Linked DNA regions of Anser cygnoides: region 1 is linked to region 2. The links are chromatin contacts, called in public Hi-C maps. All regions are on one chromosome and are shown on one strand. The core of a region is the stretch at or near the end of the contact, and the rest is flanking DNA. Distances in the headings are between cores, read along the strand shown. Region 1 holds the start of CLIP2 (CAP-Gly domain containing linker protein 2). Region 2 overlaps CLIP2 (CAP-Gly domain containing linker protein 2).

Region 1 (4,053 bases), core at 588-3,087, 57 kb before region 2:
GTCTTACATCAGCGTTGCAAAGCCCATAGGTGTGAGGGAAGCCTAACCCCGGGGTGCAGGCCTGCTGCCTCGGGGAGCGCGCCATGCCTGGCGCCACAGCCTCTGGTGGTGGGATGCCCCAGGTCGCCACTGGGACACAAATATGGTAGTCATTATAATATATGGCTATTTGAACAAAGAAAGTATAGTGGTCATCATAATATATGGCTATTTGAATGAAGATCCCTTGGGATGACGGTGTTTTCAAGAAGTAACCAGGCCCTGGGCAGCCTGCTCTGGTGGTTGGCAACCCTGCCCAGAGCAGGGGGGTTGAAACTAGGTGATCTTTACAGTCCTTTTCAACCCAGGCCATTCTATGATTCTATAAGAAAAAAGTGCTTTTAAGATTCGAGCCTTCTGCTTCTGAAACGCAGAGGCGATGAGCAACGTGCCAGCTCTCAACGTCGCGTGTCGGAGCTGGGCACTGGTCCTGCAACAATACGAACCTGAGGGCAGGAAATGGCATCGAGACACGGGCTACTGGCAGGCAAAATGTAACCCCAAACTTGCTGACCTTCTTTGTCGTAACATAGACGTAGGACGGTAAATTAAATGTTTACATAGAGGTTTTAGCAACAAGAACAAATTATAGAAGATAGAGCAGAAAATGGTGCAGTTGATCACAAATGACAAGGTTTAATTGCTGAGCTGTATTAGATCTGAAATTCATCTGAAAACATTAAAGAGGATTTTTTTTTTCAAAACTGCTTTAAATTTACACTCCCCCGCCTTACAAAACGCCGGGCTGTGGGCAGCACTTCTCGTTGGTCTCTCTGGAGCTAGCAAAGGGTGGTCACCATCACCACTAGCATTGCAATAAGGGGAAACCCTCAGACCCGAGGATGTGAACTGGCAGAGCTGGCGAGTCGGGGTGAAGTCTGGTGAAGCTCCTTCTGTTGGAGTCCAGAGAAGGACTCAAGAGGCACCTTCTCTTGCAGCTCCTTTCTCCTGGTGACACGCTGTCTCCCTAGGCAACTACAGATTAGAGAGGAGACAAAACATCTTGCATCCAAAACCACAAAGCACTGACTTGGGTTTGGATGTAGGAAAATACCAGGGAAGCGGAGCGAACGAGCAGTTGAAGCAGAGGCGTCGCTGCCGGGTGCTCCAGGTCCTATTTTTGGTTGGGACCAGCCATTTCGCTTTGCTTTGGCTTCCCCTCTGCGAGATGGAAAATGAGGCTGCTCGTGGCTGGATTGTCTTGCTGACGCTGTCAGCTCTCATCATCAGGATGATGCTCTCTTGACTTCTGCTGCGGCTTCTCTGCTCTGCTGCCTGCACCTCCTTCACTTGCACTTCTATCATGTTTTCCTGGGCTCTTGCTGGGGATATAGGGCAGAGTCAGGGCACCAAATTACAAGACCATTTCCAGGCGGGACCCTACTCCTCTGCCACATGGTTTGTGGCCTTCCACCGCAGTGTCTGATGTGCAAAGTCTGGTGCTGCCCTTCGGGCGCTCCAAGGTGGCTGCAGAGCTTGTGATGTGCATTGCGTGGAGCCGTGGCCCTTGCACAAAGCACTTTCCTTCCCGTCCGAGTTAAAGATTCAAGGTCAGGCACAGGCACTAGATACGACCCAGCGCAGGGTGTTTCCACCTGATGTCAGCCCCGTTATGGCTCTGGGAGCGAGCAGGAGGCGGTGAAGGACGAGCGATGATGCTATTAGCTCAGCCCCCCCTTCCTGCCATTGAATGAATGAGTTTCCCCAGGCTGCAGGTGCTTTCACTTTGCAGCGTGAAAATCAGGGCTCTCTCATTTTTATTTTTTTTTCCCCCCCAGGAAGCACCTCCAGCCCTTCCTGCTCTCCCCGCATCCAGCCCATTTGCTAGGATGTACATTGGGGTGCGCTCAGCGCCCCTCCCTCCCGGAGCCCAGCCCCGCGGCCACGAGGGAAGGAGGGAGGGAGAGAGACAGCCTCCCTGCTGAGCCGGAGGTAGGCTCGGCCGCTATTATTCTTATCCTTCCCCTCCCATTTCTTTAGGAAAGGGCTGCAGGCAGCAAACCTTTTATTTTCCTTTTTTTTTTTTAAAAAAAAATATTTTTTTCCTTTTTTTTTTCAAATTTATTATTATTATTTTTATTTATTTTTTAATCATTATTATCGCTTATTTTTTCGGCTCGGAAGGGAGGTTTTCCCAGGCGGAGGGAGCCGAGCCCTCCGCCCGCTCCCCGCAGGGCGGCCTCCAGGAGGAGCCTCCCTCCCGCCCTCCCGCTCCGCTTCCGCCGCCTCCGCGGCCCGACAACCACAAAGATTTCGGCGGGGAGGGGAGGGGGGGGGGGGGGCGCGGCTCGGGGCCTTGCCGGGCCCTTCCGCGCGGGGATCGCTTCGGCTCCGCTCGGCTCGGTTCGGCCCCGCTCGGGAGGGGCTCGGCGGCTCCCGGCGGGGAGGGTAAGGGGGGCGCCGGGCGGGGGCTCGGCGGGGAAGGGGCGGCCGCGGCTCCCGCAACAAAGGCGGGGATGGACGGAGGGAGCCGAGGGTGGGTCGCGGCAGCTCGTCCTCGGGGTGGGGAGGGGAAGGCGCTGCCCTGCCTACGGGGTGGGTTTTGGGGGGGGGGGCTCCCCCCTCCTGGCTCTGCAGCCACCCTGAGGGGGGCACCCATCGTGGGGTGCGCGGTCACCTCACGGATGGGGGGCACCCAGGGGGGCTTCGGCGCTGGGTGGCAGCGCTGTAGGTGGGTGGGGGTGGTCCCGGGGGGGTGGGGGTGGTCCCGGGGGGGTGGGGGTGGTCTGTGGGGTGGGGGTCTGTGGGGTTTGGGTCACGGTGGACGTCTCGCTCCGTCTCTGCTGGGAGCAGCCGGACCCGCAGGGCCTGATGCCGGGGAGATGCAGGTAAAGGGGGGGGGGGTCGTCAGCAGTCAGCGCCGAGCGAGTTGGGGTTCGGCAAACGGGGAATTTTCTTTTGTCTCGGGGAAGCCTGGCTGCTTGCTGGGCTCCGTCCTCTCGCCGGCTTTTTGTTCTGAGCGATCCAGGTATCGACACGGTCTGCGCGCTAAAGGAACGGACGTGGTGGGTTTTTTTTTGTTTCTGTTGGTGGCGGAGATGTGCCCTTTAGCGGGGAAGGCCCAACCTGGGGGGCTGCCGGCATGCTTGTGGCTGAATGGCAGGATGGACCGGGCGGGTCCTGAGCCCCTCGCGTCTCCTGGTCCGGAGCAGCGAGCAGCCTGCCTGGGGAAGCATGCAGGGATGGAGCGGAGGCCGGTGGTGGTACCTCGGAGCAGCCAGGCAGCTGCAGCTGTGCTGGGAAGCGCTGCAGACAAAGCGCCGCGTCGGTGCTGCTCTGTTCGGTGTCAGTCCCGCAGGCCTGCCAGCCCCCGGGCTCAGAAACCCACCCTGCTGGGGCGGATGCTGAGTTTCGTCAGCCCAGCCGTGCGCTGGCTAGGAGGGTTTCCGTGGGGTGACTTGCGTTTCGAGAAGGATTGGTCAGTGCGTGGACAGAAATATGTTTGGGGTGCCTGTCTGGGTTTGTTGGCCTTAGTTCTTCTGCCTCCTAGACAGCGTTCCTGTGCCTTGTGGTGCTCCGAGAGAAAGCGCTTTAATCAGCAGCCCCGTCGGTCCCCCGGTCACTGCTGGGGTTGCGGTGCATGGCGCAGCTGCCTGCCTTGTTCCTGAACTTGGGTCGCTCCAAGAAATTACCTGCCTGCTGTTAGAGCCCGCCAGGAGTGGGAGGAGAGGGTCTGCCCCGAGCAGCTGTGCTCTCACGAAGAGGTGTCACTGCGTGCCAGAAATCACCGAGAGCACAGGAATTCAAAGTCATGGCTCTGAGACAAGCCACGAGTTAAAAGGTTAGCACCAGCCACTACAGGCGTGTCAGGGAGAAGTGGTGCTGGAACCAGTTTATCGTCCCAGGCGCGCTCGTGTGGGGGCCTGCCTTCAATTACGGGGAAAAACTGTGTGTTTAAGGGATGCTCTTGGGGTACGTATGGACTGGATTATCTGCGGAGGCCAAGGGTTGGTATGTGGTTCTCTCTGACTTCCCGCTGCCTCTGGCCTTGGAGGCTGCCCTAATTTATGCCAG
Region 2 (4,057 bases), core at 975-3,474:
TTTTGTGGGGTTTGCTTAACCCACCACACAGGAAGCTGAGGTTATTTCTCCATTCCTGCTAGTGGGACGTGCTCTCTCTGTCCCAAGGAGGGAGCAGACAAAGGGCTGGTGATATCTGTGTCTGGCGGATCAATACATCTGAATGCTGAGATGCAGGTGGAAAGCAAACTCACTCCCCTTGGCCACCCACTCTGGCCTTGGCTGTGACTGCATTGCAGTGTTTTTTGATGCTGTCAGACACTGCTGAGGACACCAGCTCAGTTCTTGCACGTCACTGCTTTCCTGCCAGAGGGGAATGCTTCGATCACATTAACGGAGTCATCAATCATAAGGAAAACAGGCTGATTGTGTAAGGATTTAAATAGATGGTATTTTATCCACTTGAGTGTTTAAAGAAAAGAGCTACAGGTTTATGCTATTCATCAACGTATGGCTCTTTAACCACTGCTCTTGCCCTGAATTCCTTGCTTGTGTTTATAAACCCAATGCAGCTACCAGGGAGTAGGGGTGACGCTGTATATCTTTCTGTGTTGGGCCATACCTGCCTGTCAGAAACGGAGCAAAAAAATGGCAAATCAACTGCAAGCTGAAATCTTCCTTGTGTAAAATATTTCCCAGTAATTAACAGTAACAAATGAATTCATGCAATTCTGAAATGACTCTTGCTTCATGACCAGGGCAGAACCAGATCTGGCAACCCTGGGCCAGGTTTTCAAAACTGTTCAGGCTTGAAGTGTTTAAATCTGATCAGAGCTGGATTATCCAAAGTGTTCGAGTCAGGCTGGTGCTGAAACACAGATCAGATTTACAGCTGGAGTAGATTCAGCAGTTTTTTTGATGCTTATACTGGGCTTTTTGGAAAATCCACCTTCTTAAAACAGCAGCTTCTGAAACATCATCAGAACCTTCTGTTCCCTTGTTCTGATCCTTTTTTTTAAACAACTCTGAACTTCAGACATGGTTAACTTTTGTGACTTGGGCTCTTTTACCACTGCAGTATGTCACAGAGGCAGAGGGAAACCTCCAGCGGGCACGAGCACTGGTGGATGGAATGCAAAAGGAGAAGATCGAACTGCTGAACCAACTGGAAGAAGAGAAGAGGTAAAACAGGAGTGAATGGGTGTGGGGGAGCTGAAATCATGGGGGAGATGAAGCTTGTACCCGAGAACATCAATGGTTGGATCTAAGGAGAAAAAAAAGTTACTAGGAGGGTCATCTTTGGATGTCTTCTCATATTTTAAATATGCTGTGCTCCTCTGTCTTGGCCACTGCAGTCTGCCTGCATGGAGGAAAAGGTGGTGCTGCTTTGAGTAACAAGTTCAGAACAAGGTTGCTGTAGTTGCATATCTGGAATGACTTATTTAGGGATGGGCGTCCAGTACAGTGACTTCTCCTATTTGTTGACAGCCTGCTGCTGATCACAAATGAACAAGGGAATATTTCTAGTTATTCTCATACGTTCCTGTCTTAAGGTTCTTAGAGGTCACTCGATGCTGTATTCTCCTGTTGGGGTTGCAGTGAGCTGATTTTTTGTGATGTGAGCAATATCAGGGTTTTTGAATGCGCTCTGCTGAACCTGGCCCCTGTTGCAAAGTAACTGAAAGGCAGGAGACAAACAGCCAGGACAGCTCATGCTTGGCACGGTGGCAGCTCTGCTTCTCTGCCAAAAGATGTTGCATGGTCGGACCCGCTTCCCTGCCAAATGCATGTAGCGCTTCAGACAAAAGACATTATCAGCTTCCATTCCTGATTATGACTCCAAGCTGCTGGCACTCGTGTGAGGACCCTGGTAAATATTTGACAGGCTGCTTGCATGTCCAAGGGCATTTGACAACGCCAGTGTTGCATTGACAATACAGTGTGGGCAACTGTTTTATAGACCACTGCCAGCTGAAGACCAAATAGCTGTGGTCTCCTGCTGGGCAGTGAAGTTACTGAGGGTTTCCAACCTTCTTCCCTGTTTTTTGGTTCCTGACACAGAGCAGGGAGAAGCAGCATTATTAGTCTGAAAGAATGGAGGGTTCTGGTGACACCAATAATTTTGGAATTTTGTACCGTAACCAGACTGAGCCATGTCACTGTGTAAACTGAAATTGCTCAGTAAAGAAGGGAATTCGGTATCAACAAGGAGCAAAGCCTTTTGCCTTCAGGTGTTCTGGGTTAACAATATAGTATAAAATAACAGTATTGAGTTATAAAGAGAACTCTGCAGGCTGGGCAATCCCAGGTCCCCATACTTTCTCCACAGTGTGGCTTTGCTAAAGACTGTTTCTTTCCCCATCTATTTGTTGATGTGCTGCTAATCTTGCAGACGTTCCTCCTGAGGAAGGCAAGTCATACTGCAGTATGGCCTTGCCATTGTGTGATTCGCTGCCTCCCCATGTCCCAGAGGCCCCATCTATGTATGTATGATGATGCATACATTTCCTTTTTGGATAAGAGTGAAGATCTGCTTGTCGTTTTTGGAGGCCAATTGCTCCATATATATAATTGAACTCTCCAGTGGGAATGGAAAAACATTTCTGTGTATTAAGTAACTGGGGAAAATAAACTGAAAATGGTGTGGGTTTCAATTGAACAACGCTCCCTGAAGATGAATTGTTGTTTCGTGCACAAGTCTCTGTGTTCCCTGGGTAGGCAGCTCACTTTCCCAGCTCTAGGAGGCCCTTTAACCCAAGACAGCTGAGCTATTTCCTAAATATCAACAGATGCCTCCTCTAATTAGAGGAGGTTTAGACAAGGAAGCTTGTTTATGAAGTTAGATATGTACACCCACAGCTATTTTTATCTGTAACTGAATCAGAGTCCTTACATCTGGCTACCAGTGCAACATCCTCATTATTGCCTTTTTTAATCAGTGAAGAGAACAAAGAAGGATGAGTTTAGCAGGAGATTGAATTACTTTGAACAGAAAATCCAATCAAGATACAGACTTTGCAAAAGACTCTGAGGCACTTTTGAGTTCGTGCGTGGGGTTTTATGCGTATTTATACGTGATTGACCTGTACAGCCTCTGAAGGTTTTTCTGCCAAGGTAGCTCACCATTTCCGTGTTGTGGCAACATGAAGCATTGCTCACCCTCTGCCAAGAAGGCAGAGGCTCTGATTGCCCTGGAGTATTTTGTATGGACCATTTGCGTTTGGCACAGGAATTGCCCGGTGCTCTGCTGCGAGATAACAGGGTCTAAGTAAAACAGTGAAAACTGTGGCTTTACTATTTTCAGGATCCCGGTGTCAATGAACAGCAGTTGTGCTTGCTGAGAAATAGTACAGCAGGACCAGCGTGTCTGGGAGCATGTACCTTACAAAAAGGCAAATGCTTGCTATGCATAGGCTTGCTTAACTGTCTTGCTCCTTGTATCTTGACGTTTAGCTTCTGCAGAGTTGTTGATATATAAAGCTTGCATCATTTTTTCTCAGCTTTTTATTGTGCAGGGAAGGCCCATGTGCAATCGCTGCCTGTAGGTGGGATGCTAATCTGGGTGTCACTGGTAACTTTGTCTCTCCCTTTCCCTTCCGCAGGAAAGTGGAGGACTTGCAGTTCCGCGTGGAGGAAGAATCCATAACGAAGGGGGATTTGGAGGTAAGCCCCCTCACCAAAACCTGAAGTTGCACATGTGGCCTTACGTTAGTAATTTCTGCCACCTTTTGTTCAACTCTGAACAATACAGTTCCTTTAGTGACCTGCTGCAAACACTGCGGTATAAATTGAAGATTGTTCTTTGGTATGTTGCCCAATCACTAGTAATGCCAGGAGATGCCTAGAATTAATCCCAGCCAGCCAGCCTGGCTATGAATGTTGCCATGAGTTGCCAAGCAGTGTTAAAAACTGATTATCCGAATGCATTTTAACGTATGTTTTTCCACTGTAGAAGTGATTTGACTGCTCAGTCACTGTCCCTGCTGTGTCCTGGTAGAGGTTAATGGGCACGTTCAGTCTCTCAGGTGAGAGATGCTATTCCATTCGAGCCCAATGCCATGTATTGTATGACCTGTAGTATCCTCCTGTGGAGTCCTCTGCCCATGGGGTTTGACACTAGAATACCCTTTGGTTTGGA

What was found. Hi-C and Micro-C count contacts between places; a contact is called where the count stands out from the background.
Region 1: a Hi-C map of liver shows a contact between it and region 2, with 1.9 times the contacts expected there. The contact joins the promoter of CLIP2 here to the enhancer-like site in region 2. A contact is called at or near these places in 4 of 7 Hi-C or Micro-C datasets (granulosa cells and liver).

Annotation. Positions count from the first base shown.
Region 1 is chr18:4,497,869-4,501,921 of Taihu_goose_T2T_genome, reverse strand. It overlaps CLIP2 (CAP-Gly domain containing linker protein 2), which reads left to right and starts at 1,837. Exons shown (of 17, transcript XM_048068096.2): 1 at 1,837-1,971.
Region 2 is chr18:4,441,433-4,445,489 of Taihu_goose_T2T_genome, reverse strand. CLIP2 (CAP-Gly domain containing linker protein 2) reads left to right here. Exons shown (of 17, transcript XM_048068096.2): 7 at 998-1,101; 8 at 3,522-3,582. Among named protein-coding and RNA genes, the nearest start is that of GTF2IRD1, 32 kb to the right of the region's middle. Within about 2 kb of position 2,224, at least 1 of the 3 cell types and tissues checked has open chromatin away from gene starts, as enhancers often do. A contact at or near this core is called in liver, where this site is marked.